Regions from separate parts of the Sus scrofa genome. Here all the other regions are linked to region 2. Evidence: chromatin contacts called from public Hi-C and HiChIP or PLAC-seq data. All regions are on one chromosome and are shown on one strand. The core of a region is the stretch at or near the end of the contact, and the rest is flanking DNA. Distances in the headings are between cores, read along the strand shown.

Evidence for each region. A called contact is a pair of places that touch in the nucleus more often than the background predicts. HiChIP or PLAC-seq counts read pairs in DNA pulled down with a chosen protein or histone mark.
Region 1: an H3K27ac HiChIP or PLAC-seq map of alveolar macrophages shows a contact between it and region 2. The contact joins the enhancer-like site here to the promoter of MYO10 in region 2. A contact is called at or near these places in 2 of 5 promoter capture datasets (both in liver), 12 of 47 Hi-C or Micro-C datasets (alveolar macrophages, embryonic fibroblasts, epiblast stem cells and 7 more) and 2 of 2 datasets of contacts at active chromatin or transcription factors (alveolar macrophages and skeletal muscle).
Region 3: a contact with region 2 is called in a Hi-C map of liver, with 2.0 times the contacts expected there. The contact joins the enhancer-like site here to the promoter of MYO10 in region 2. A contact is called at or near these places in 2 of 5 promoter capture datasets (fetal liver and liver), 11 of 47 Hi-C or Micro-C datasets (alveolar macrophages, embryonic fibroblasts, epiblast stem cells and 5 more) and 1 of 2 datasets of contacts at active chromatin or transcription factors (skeletal muscle).

What each region holds. Positions count from the first base shown.
Region 1 is chr16:6,284,128-6,287,281 of Sscrofa11.1, forward strand. No RefSeq gene overlaps it. Among named protein-coding and RNA genes, the nearest start is that of BASP1, 99 kb to the right of the region's middle. Within about 2 kb of position 1,529, at least 9 of the 83 cell types and tissues checked have an H3K27ac peak or open chromatin away from gene starts, as enhancers often do. A contact at or near this core is called in alveolar macrophages and embryonic fibroblasts, where this site is marked.
Region 2 is chr16:6,143,642-6,147,188 of Sscrofa11.1, forward strand. MYO10 (unconventional myosin-X) reads right to left here and starts at 1,844. Exons shown (of 41, transcript XM_005672397.3): 1 at 1,305-1,844. The coding sequence starts at 1,325.
Region 3 is chr16:6,359,960-6,363,332 of Sscrofa11.1, forward strand. No RefSeq gene overlaps it. Among named protein-coding and RNA genes, the nearest start is that of BASP1, 23 kb to the right of the region's middle. Within about 2 kb of position 1,317, at least 2 of the 83 cell types and tissues checked have an H3K27ac peak or open chromatin away from gene starts, as enhancers often do. A contact at or near this core is called in liver, where this site is marked.

The DNA.
Region 1 (3,154 bases), core at 279-2,778, 140 kb after region 2:
TTGTTGGGTTTCTCATTTCAATCTGTGGAATTAACAAGTTTGGAACCTCCTTTGTCAGACTTGCCTAAGAATCTTTTTTTCCTTTGCTCATAATTGGAGAGCTCTTAGTAATCTTTAATCAAATTTTTCTTTGAACAAGCTTAATTACATCTCATTCCAGCTTTATTGACCAGTGTGGCTAATTGATCCTTTTTCTTCCATAATATTGCTTTGTATGCTTTTTTAAAGGCAGCTATAGCTTCTTTTGCTTTCATTTTCTCTTTGTTGCCAAATATTCCTTTGAAAAATCGTAATTATTTTTAAAAATCACAGAAGTCACATAACAGTAGAATTATTTGGCTTTTGTTTTCCCTTTGGAATCAGCTCCCTACAAATCATACTGCAAGTGACATTTTTCTTTAGATTTGAGGTTTGAAAACCAAACATGAGACCAGCATCCTCTAACCGCTGCGGAAATCTGTGGCAGAAGTTCTCATGCTTTGTGCCATGTGGGGAACTCTTGTTCATATATTCCAGTGTCAGAGGCCATTTCCTCTTTTTTTTTTTTTTTTAAAGGATAGCTTGGAGGAGAAAGGCGGGTGGCAACTGTGTCTCATTAATGACTCATGTTCCTGTGTCTGTGAGCATCAGGTGAACAGAGGGCAGAACTCTCCAAAACAGTGTTCTCAGGGTGGGCAGCCTCCCTTAAAAAATCTGATTCCTCCTGCTTCTTTCTGCCTTTCCGTCACATTCTGGCTAAGTGTTCACATAGCATCATCCCCTTAGTGAGGAAACAGGAAATGAGAACAGAATTACATTCACCCAGACTGGTGGGGGAAAAAAAATGAAAGAAAAAAGAAAACGACAACCACAACCCAAAAAAAAAAAAATTCCTAGAGGGGAAAAGAGGGAATGGAAGGCAGAGAAAGAAATGAGAGGCATAGACAGAATCTTGAGAGAGAGGTGAAGGATAGAGAATTGCTTATTTATTTATTTATTTATTTATTGTCTTTTTAGGGCTGCGCCCGTGGCATTTGCAAGATCCCAGGCTAATGGTTGAATCAGAGCTGCAGCTGCCTGCCTACACCACAGCCACATCAACACTGAATCCAGGCTGTGTCCATGGCTTGTGGCAACACTGGATCCTTAACCCACTGAGCGAGGCCAGGGATCAAACCCACATCCTCATGGGTACTAGTCAGGTTCATAAGCCCCTGAGCCCCATCGGGAACTCCTACATTTTTAAAATTGCCTTGGTTTGGGTTATTCCAGCCTTTGCCTTGACGGAAAAGTTTCCAACTCTGAAATGCTGGAGCTGTAGATCTGTGGGCCCAGACATGTTCTGTATGAAAGATGTTGTAATCATCAGCTGACCGCGCCTGGCACCTTGGCAAAGGCTCCCTTAGTCAGCAGTAGGGTGGGTTCTGTGGGGGAGCGGAGGGGAGAGGAAAGGAGCCCCAGAAAAGCATGAGGTGATTCCGCTGGGAGGCTCCCTCCAGGGAAGTCCACAGCCTGGTGAGTCAGCAAAGTCCAGCCTGTGGGTCCAAGTTGATGGCTTGTTGAAGGAGAATAGTCAGAGACAGCAGGAGGTGACGAGGTGATGGATGAGCTCCCTGGGGCCACAGGAAAGATGCAGTTTCCTGTTGCCTGTGCTTTATTTAACCAAACGGCTAGGTGAGCAAGGATTTCGTGAGAATTAGCCCATATTCCCATGCTGTATTTTCACTCTGTACAATTGTTAACTTCGGGTGTAATTTTTGTTGGTTGTAACCTAATCACCTCTTCTGATGAGAAGATTTTGGTTTTCTTGCCTTTAGCTAATACTTAATGGAAGTTGTTAGTGTCAGCTATAAACCAACATTAAATATTTGCTTTGGAGGCCAGTAAAGTCAGAGATAAGACCGAAAATGAGATCACGCATGCCCCTGGTTTCACCATGTGCAAAATGATGAAGCTGATATTAATCCAAACTGGCTGCCAGGCCACTTCTAGCACCTTCAGCTTTGCTTACCTTATCTTACAGGGATGTGCCCAGGTCTCTGTTTGGTGCTAGAGGTCCCACTTCGGGGCTGCTACACCTGCCAGCAATGGAAATAATAAAAGCCAATGCTTAAGTGTGCTTGCTCTGCACAAAACACTGCTCCAGGTACCACCCATGACACACATATCCAGCCATTTACCCTCCAAATTATCAGAAATGTTGTGTTATATGTTCACACTTTACAAATGAGGAAACTGAGACACAGAAAAGTTAAAACTTGGGGTGGGGGGAGATAAATTAGGAGTTTGGGATTAACATAGGCACACTACTAAATATAAAACAGATCGGGAGTTCCTCTGTGGCTCAGCAGGTTAAGGGTCCGGCATTGTCACTGCTGAGGTGCAGGTTCCATCCCTGGATCAGGAACTTCCCTATACCCACAGGTGCTGCCAAACAAACAAAAAACAAACAGACAAACAGGATGTACTGTAGAGCCCAAGGAACTATACTCAATAGCTTGTAATAACCTATAATGGAAAAGAACCTGAAGAATATACGTGTGTGTGTGTGTGTGTATAACTGCATCACTTTGCTGTATACCTGAAACAACACTGTAAGTTAATTATACTTCAAACAAACAAACAAACAAAAAACTGTACTTCAATTAAAAAAAATTTTTTTTTTGGTCTTTTTGCCTTTTCTAGGGCCGCTCCTGAGGCATATGGAGGTTCCCAGGCTAGGGGCTGAATCTGTAGCTGCTGGCCTACACCAGAGCCACAGCAACTCGGGATCCGAGCCGCGTCTGCAACCTACACCACAGCTCAAGGCAATGCCGGATTCTTAACCCACTGAGCAAGGCCAGGGACTGAACCCGCAACCTCATGGTTCCTAGTTGGATCTGTTAACCACTGTGCCACGACGGGAACTCCCTTAAAATTGTTTTAAAAAAGGAAGAAATAAAATTTCCCCAGATCACACATTATGAGGTGGCAGAGCAGGGACACTATGGGTTGGGGGATAATGACTAACAAGAGAGATTCACATCCTGCCTTCAGAACACTGGCAGTCTAATAAGGGCATGAGCCACTAAACACTCAATAGCAATTAAGGGCGGCTGGTGCCAGAGCAAATAAACACTAGCAGAGGCAATGAACTAAATATGGAGGTCAGGCAAGGCTGCCCAGAAAAAGTGTT
Region 2 (3,547 bases), core at 594-3,093:
AAAAAATTGTATTAATGAATGATTCATTCCTTTCCAGTCTCCACCTCTCACCATGAATGTGGGTATAACACTGAGACACCACTTTTTTTTTAAAAAAAAAAAAGGGATATTACTATCATGCAAGAACATTTCACTTAGGCCATTGTAAACAGTTGTTAGATTATTTATAATCAGTGGGCATCCAGAAAGTACAATCACTTGAAATAATGTATCTAATTAAACTGATAAAGTTAGCCAAAAGAGATGCAAACCTTCACCAATCTAATATTCTGGAAGATTCCAAAACTGTCCTTGATTTACAAAACATCCCCTGGCTTTCAGTGAAAGTCACATCAGGCTCCTTAAGTCAACTAAGTTTACTTTGAGCCACTTCAAACCTCAAACTTAAATAGAATTTATTAAATAAACACAACCAAGAAAGGAAAGGGAGCCAAGAAACTACAGTAACTCTCGGTCCTGGGGGGGAAAAAAAGGAGGTTCTCAAGACAGAGATTTCAAGTAACTGTGGTGTCCCGCCCTCCATGACCCTAAAAGGAACATCAGTTTAATCTTTAAAAATAACCAATGTTCGCTCTAAACGCTTTTCTTTACATTCGAATTTAAAATCTACAAAAACAGTCCGCACAAATTCCTACTCTTTTTGTCTCCCTGTCCGGAATGATCTCAGATCCTAAAAAGAGCACTTCTTGGTGAGCATTAGAACCTAGACTCCAAAGGTCCGACAGGCAGAAAACACAGTGAATGATTAAACCCTCGCCTCCCCCTTCTCACACTTCATTAAGCCGTCTCCACTGGAAGTGTTTGCACCCCTCTCACAGGAAGCCGGCACGTTTTGCAAAGGAAATACCAAACCAGACCCTTTCTTGGAGAAAGGCACGTCCCCGATGAATATTTTATTGGGCACCCTGGAAGTGGGGCATGCAGACCTCCCGGCCAGGCCCCTCGTCCGCCGCCTCACCTAGCGCCGGGCGCCGTTGGGACACCCGGGGAGCCGGCCACTCCTGCAAAAGGACGCTCACCTTCGCTCACCGGAGCCAAGTTGAGAGCACGGGACAAAATAAAACCTGCCTCGGCTTACTCAGCCGGAGACTCCCCGGGGGTTGATTTCTGACGACTCCCAAAAAGTTTCGCCCTCTCGGGTTTAGCGCGCGCGGTAGCAAGTGTGCGCGCTGCGCCGCGGGCACATCCCTCCCTCCCCGGAGGCCAGGTCTGGGCAGGAAGGGAGCCCGCGCCCGGCTCCCGGAACGCAGCCCGAGCTGGGCCAGGACGCCGGCGTCCGCCCTCCCGGCCGCTAGCGCACTCACCTCGGGAAAGAAGTTGTCCATTGTTCCCGTGCGCTCCCCAACTTGCCCGAGTCCGGCTTCCAGCTCGAGGAAGTCAGCCCAACAGAAGGTCCGGGGAAACCATGCGTGTCACGGCGCGATTCCCAGCAACTTGACCCCGCGGAGCTCCCCCACTGCCATCGCTTTTTCCCCTTATTGTCTTTCGCACCTTTTGTTTGCCCAAACCCAAGTCTCTAACTCATTCGTCCCAACTGCAGCCTTTGTCTCTTTCTCCAAGTTCCTCACTCCTGGGCGCTGCGCTAGCAAGCGGAGAACAGCTGGTGGCACATTCTTCCCCCGCGGCTGGGGGAGGGTGGCGGGGAGCTGGGGAGCGCGCCCCCTCCCTCTGCCCTCCGGCGGGAGGCGCTCGGGGCGGGCAGGGGAACAGCGGCCACAAAGCGAGCCCGGAGTTGCTCTCCCCGCGCGAGCACTGCAGCGGTGAATATTCGGGCGCCAGGGCTCAACCGGCTCACAGCCGCACGGAGACTTGCGGACAGGAGCGCACGGCCAGCCCCGCCCGCTCGTCCGGCCCCGCCCACTCGCTCCCCTCGCCCCGCCCCACCGAGCGCTGAGCCCCGCCCACCCTGCCCGGTCTGCCACGCCACGCCACGCCCCTGCAGGAGCCCACTCCTCCCCGCGCTTCCGCAGGGTTCTGCCCCACCCGGCGGCGCACCCCGCCCCCATCTTCTCCGGGTCCCCTCCCACCCTGCTCCTCCGGCTGCCTCAGGCTCCGAGGCGGGCGGGGAAGGCGGGGCCTGATAGGCTCCCCTTACATCCCCGCCCTTCCGCCTCCCAGCCTCCCCACCTAGTTGAGGGCGGGGGAGTTGACTCTTCCTTCTGGTGATAGAGACCAAATAGTCACCGAGGAGGAGGGGTTGGGGGACTTTTTTGTGTGCCTTTGATCTTTGGCAGACCCTGGAACCGGCTAAGCACGGATCTCATTAATGCGTCGGCAGATGAGCGACCCAGGCAATGGAAGCGTGGTCCGCGAAGCTGCCCTGGCTGTTGGGCCAAATCAAAGCGGAGAACCGAGGCTAATCAGAATTTCTGGAAGCTGCCTTCCCGTGTGGAGTTTCTCTCCTGCTGTTAGGTTAAAAGACTTTTTCATTGGAGCCAGAAAATGTAGTTTTGTAAATTGGAAGAGGACGTGGCCAATTGCACCCTAAAAATGTAACCCTTTCCTGGACCTAAAGGAAGCAGATAGCCAAACGGAAGGGAGATGAATGAAGGCTCAACCCTTCCCCCCGCCCCGGTACTGAGTGTTAGTTTCCTCTAGGGCAGGTCCTCAAACTTTAGAGTGCACAGGAATCACCTGCGAATCTTGTTGAGCTGCAGGTCGGAATTCTGTGGGGTGAGAATCCATAAGCTGCATTTTCAGCAGGCTTTCAGGTGCTTTCGGACACCCAACCTTGTACTGTTTTGCAAACTGTTTGGAACCTGTCTGTAATGAGGGGAGAAATTGAGAGCAAAGGTTTAGACACTTTTGTAGCAATTTCAAAATGCCGCTGATATACAAGCACGTGATCGGTGAACGCTTTGAACCGAGTGCAAACCATTTTGGGTATTGTCAGACTCGTAGTAAGTCATACCTGGCACTCCAGGGTTGTCCTATGGGTACTTGACAGATTGGGGAGGGGAAAAACAAACAAACAAACAAAAAAACAAAAACACGGCTGGTTCTTCACCACAAATGGTTTGAGAAGCTCTCTCTAGGGGATTTGCCAACTGCTACTCATCCTTTAAAACTCAAGTCGAAAAGTCACATCTTCAAGGGGAAGCTTGCCCAGAGATGCCCAGCCATTCATCATAATTCCAGCTCCACCTAACCACTGGGTGTGGCTTATTCCTAAGGCTACTGGAGAAACTATGGCGTATTGAGGTAAACCTACATCATGTCCAGGGGTTTTTATTGGTGTCCTACTCATCTTCAGTTGGCAGAGTCAAAGCTCAAGAGAGGAAACTGTGGAGCTCCTGCTGTGGCTCAGCAGGTTAAGAACCTCGCAGTATCCATGAGGATGTGGGATTGGTCACTGGCCTCAGTAAGTGGATTAAGGATCTGTTGTTGCCGCAAACTGCAGTGTGAGTCACAGATGCTCCTCGGATCTGGTGCTGCTGTGGCTGTGGCTTAGGTGGGCAGAAGCAGCACCATGTCGACCCCTAGCCTGGGAACTTCCATAGGCCACAGGTACAGCCCTAAAAAGAAAAAAAAAAGGGGGGGGGGACTG
Region 3 (3,373 bases), core at 67-2,566, 220 kb after region 2:
GGCTTGGATCCCCCATTGCTGTGGCTGTGCTGTAGGCTGGCAGCTGCAGCTCTGATTCCACCCCTAGCCTGGGAACTTCCATATTCGCAGGTGTGGCCCTAAAAAATAACTAACTAACTAAATAAATATGGAGTTAGTTTAATGAAAAAGTCACATGTCCTTTTTAAAAAAAGTGTCAGAACACACGTGTCTGGCCTCTGGCCCCCCACTTCATTTGTCTTGGCTCCATTTGCTGTAGTCACAAAGAAGCCACTCTTGACTTTTTATGGCCGGGGACCATGTCCCCCTGGAGATCATGACCTCCCTCAACTGCAGGCAGCTGGTGATCTCAGATGCATTATGAAATTAAATAACTTCTCCTAAATCTAACTTTAAAGTTTCTCCAAGTCCCCTAAATTTTCTTGCCTGTGATTATCTAGCAGGGGTGATGGGGTCCGGGGCGAGGGGGGAGGTGGGGGGAGGACACTGTCAACAGAGCAAGTGCAGTGTGACAATTGCAAGACGGGCCTGTCTTCTGTGACCTGACCTCTTGGTTCACATTCCCATGCAAGTTCACCTACTTTCACCTTAGTACAGGGCCAAATCTGGATACCAAGAGTCAGCTACTTTTTAGCTTCTGCTGCCAGAAAATGGATTTTTTTTTTCCTTTTACAAAATGTGAAAATGTGGCTTCTTATTTTGCGAAGGCAATTCGCTTTTGACACCATTAATGAAGTGACTCGAATTTATCCAAGCTGATCAAAGGTTCGGCGTTCATTCTTGTCCGCCTTGACTGCAGTGCCCCCTAGTGGCTCCTTTGATAACAAAGTTCTCTGGGTTGATTGCTTTACAGAAACAAAAGAATACATTTTAGCAAATTCGTTTTCCAAAGTGAGTTGGTGGGGTTTTTTTTCGGGGGGGGGGGTTGCCAGCTAAACTTCACCTCAATACATGACCACATTATGCATATATAAATCTTCTGATTGTTCACATGAAATTCTCTACAAATGTGTTCCCTTTCCTTGTTTAAGGAAAGAGGGGAGAGGGGAGGGAGGAATAATAAAATGGTCACAGACGAAATGAGCATAAGGGCTTTTGAATTGTGGTTGGTAACATGATATCTGTCTATAGAAAACTGAAATGTGAAAATACAGCTATAGTGAAGTTTTAAAACTGAGATTATCATGACTAAACAATTTTAAAAGCAGGATAAGGATATGAATTCATTCAGCCAGCATCTGACCTCTCTTTTCTGCCAGACTTGTGACAAGTGTGTGTGGCGGAAACAGCAGGTCCCAGATAAAGGCCACTTTCTTGCTGCTTTGCATAAATGTGTTCTGCCTGTGACTTTATCCCATTTTATTCATCTCAGACCCGGATCTCCAGCTGCCCTGCATGCCCCCTGTCCTTGGGGTGGCGGTGAAGGCCTTGGCCTCACTTCCTTGCTCTGTAGCTTCGAGGAGGCTGCTCAGTGGGCAGCAAGTCAAGGGATTCAAGTAAGGTTTCTCTTGTTCTCGGAAACAGATTTGGGGCTGAGGGGGTGGTTTTCAAGGCTTCTCTGAAGTAATTGTAAAGATATTGCAGAGAGGGAGTTCCCGTCATGGCTCAGTGGTTAACGAATCCAACTGGGGACCATGAAGTTGCGGGTTCGACCCCTGGCCTTGCTCAGTGGGCTAAGGATCTGCCGTTGCTGTGAGCTGTGGTGTAGGTCACAGATGTGGCTCGGATCCCGCGTTGCTATGGCTCTGGTGTAGGCCGGTGGCTACAGCTCCGATAAGACCCCTAGACTGAGAACCTCCATATGCCGAGGGAACAGCTCCAGAAAAGGCAAAAAGACAAGAACAAAACAAAACAAAAAAACTCGAGATATTGCAGAGATTCCCAGGTTTCGAGATTTGACAAGCCAAAAAGGAAAGAGTTTTATGGAGGACTTAGGAGTTCCTGTTGCACAGTGGAAACGAATCCTTCTGGGAACCATGAGGTTGCGGGTTCGATCCCTGGCCTCGTTCAGTGGGTTAAGGATCTGGTGTTGCCGTGAGCTGTGGTGTAGGTTGCAGGCGCAGCTTGGATCCTGCGTTGCTGTGGCTGTGGCATAGGCTGGTGGCTACAGCTCCGATTAGACCCCTAGGAACCTCCATATGCTGTGGGTGCAGCCCTAAAAAGACAAAATGAATAAATATATAAATGGAGGATTTTAAAAAAGATTGCTAATTAAAAAAAGTCCCCAACCAATAGCATTAAAAGTAATCATTAAACAACTACTATCCACATTAGTTCACAAAAGAGAGAACAATTAAATATAAAAGATAAGACAATTAAAGAAAGCCATTTCTTGCCAGGGAAAATGTGGTTTTCTTTTTCTTTCCTGAACTTTTTAAAAATTTTAAATGATTTTTATTTTTTCCATTATAGCTGCAGCATATGGATGTTCCCAGACTGGGGGTCGAACTGCAGCTGCAACTGCAGGCCCACATCACAGCCGCAGCAACACCAGATCCAAGCCCCATCTGTGACCTATTCCAAAGCTTGTGGCAACACCTTAAACCACTAATGGAGGCCGCATCCTCATGACACCATGCGGTGCTCTTAACCCACTGAGCCATAATGGAAACTCTGAAAATGTGGGGGTTTTTTTTTTGTTTTTTGTTTTTGTTGTTGCTGTTGCTGTTGTTGTTGTTGTTGCTATTTCTTGGGCCGCTCAGGCGGCATATGGAGGTTCCCAGGCTAGGGGTCCAATCGGAGCTGTAGCCACCGGCCACACCAGAGCCACAGCAACGCGGGATCCGAGCCGCGTCTGCAACCTACACCACAGCTCACGGCAACGCCGGATCGTTAACCCACTGAGCAAGGTCAGGGACGGAACCGCAACTTCATGGTTCCTAGTCAGATTCGTTAACCACTGCGCCACGACGGGAACTCCTGAAAATGTGTTTTATATATATGTTTTGTACACACACACACAGAGTTGCTCTTCTTTGTCTTTCATTTCACCATGGAACAGAGGAAAGTTCATCCTGAACTGGCAGCTGTTTGGGGACTGGCTTTTGGGGATGCTGTGGGAATTTTGCCCCTGAACTTTGACACTCTCTGGCGTGGTTTGGAGAGCTCTTCTGCCACGTGATTTTGTTGAAACTGGGACACAGGCTCTACCACCATAAGGAGAGATGAACTGTGAGGGAGAGCGTTTGAGCCCTGCGGCTCCAGAACTTGCTCCCTGCTGGTCTCTGTCGTGTGTGGAGGGCACGGGAGAAAGTCAGCCCTCCCAGAACCTTGGGCTCACAGGACCCAGAGAGACAGGCTGGTGAATCCTCCCAGGTTAGGGCAGAACCGCAGGAAGCATCCCAGACAGACGGACTATGCTCACGTGGGTCCAAAGCACCCCTAAAGAATACGG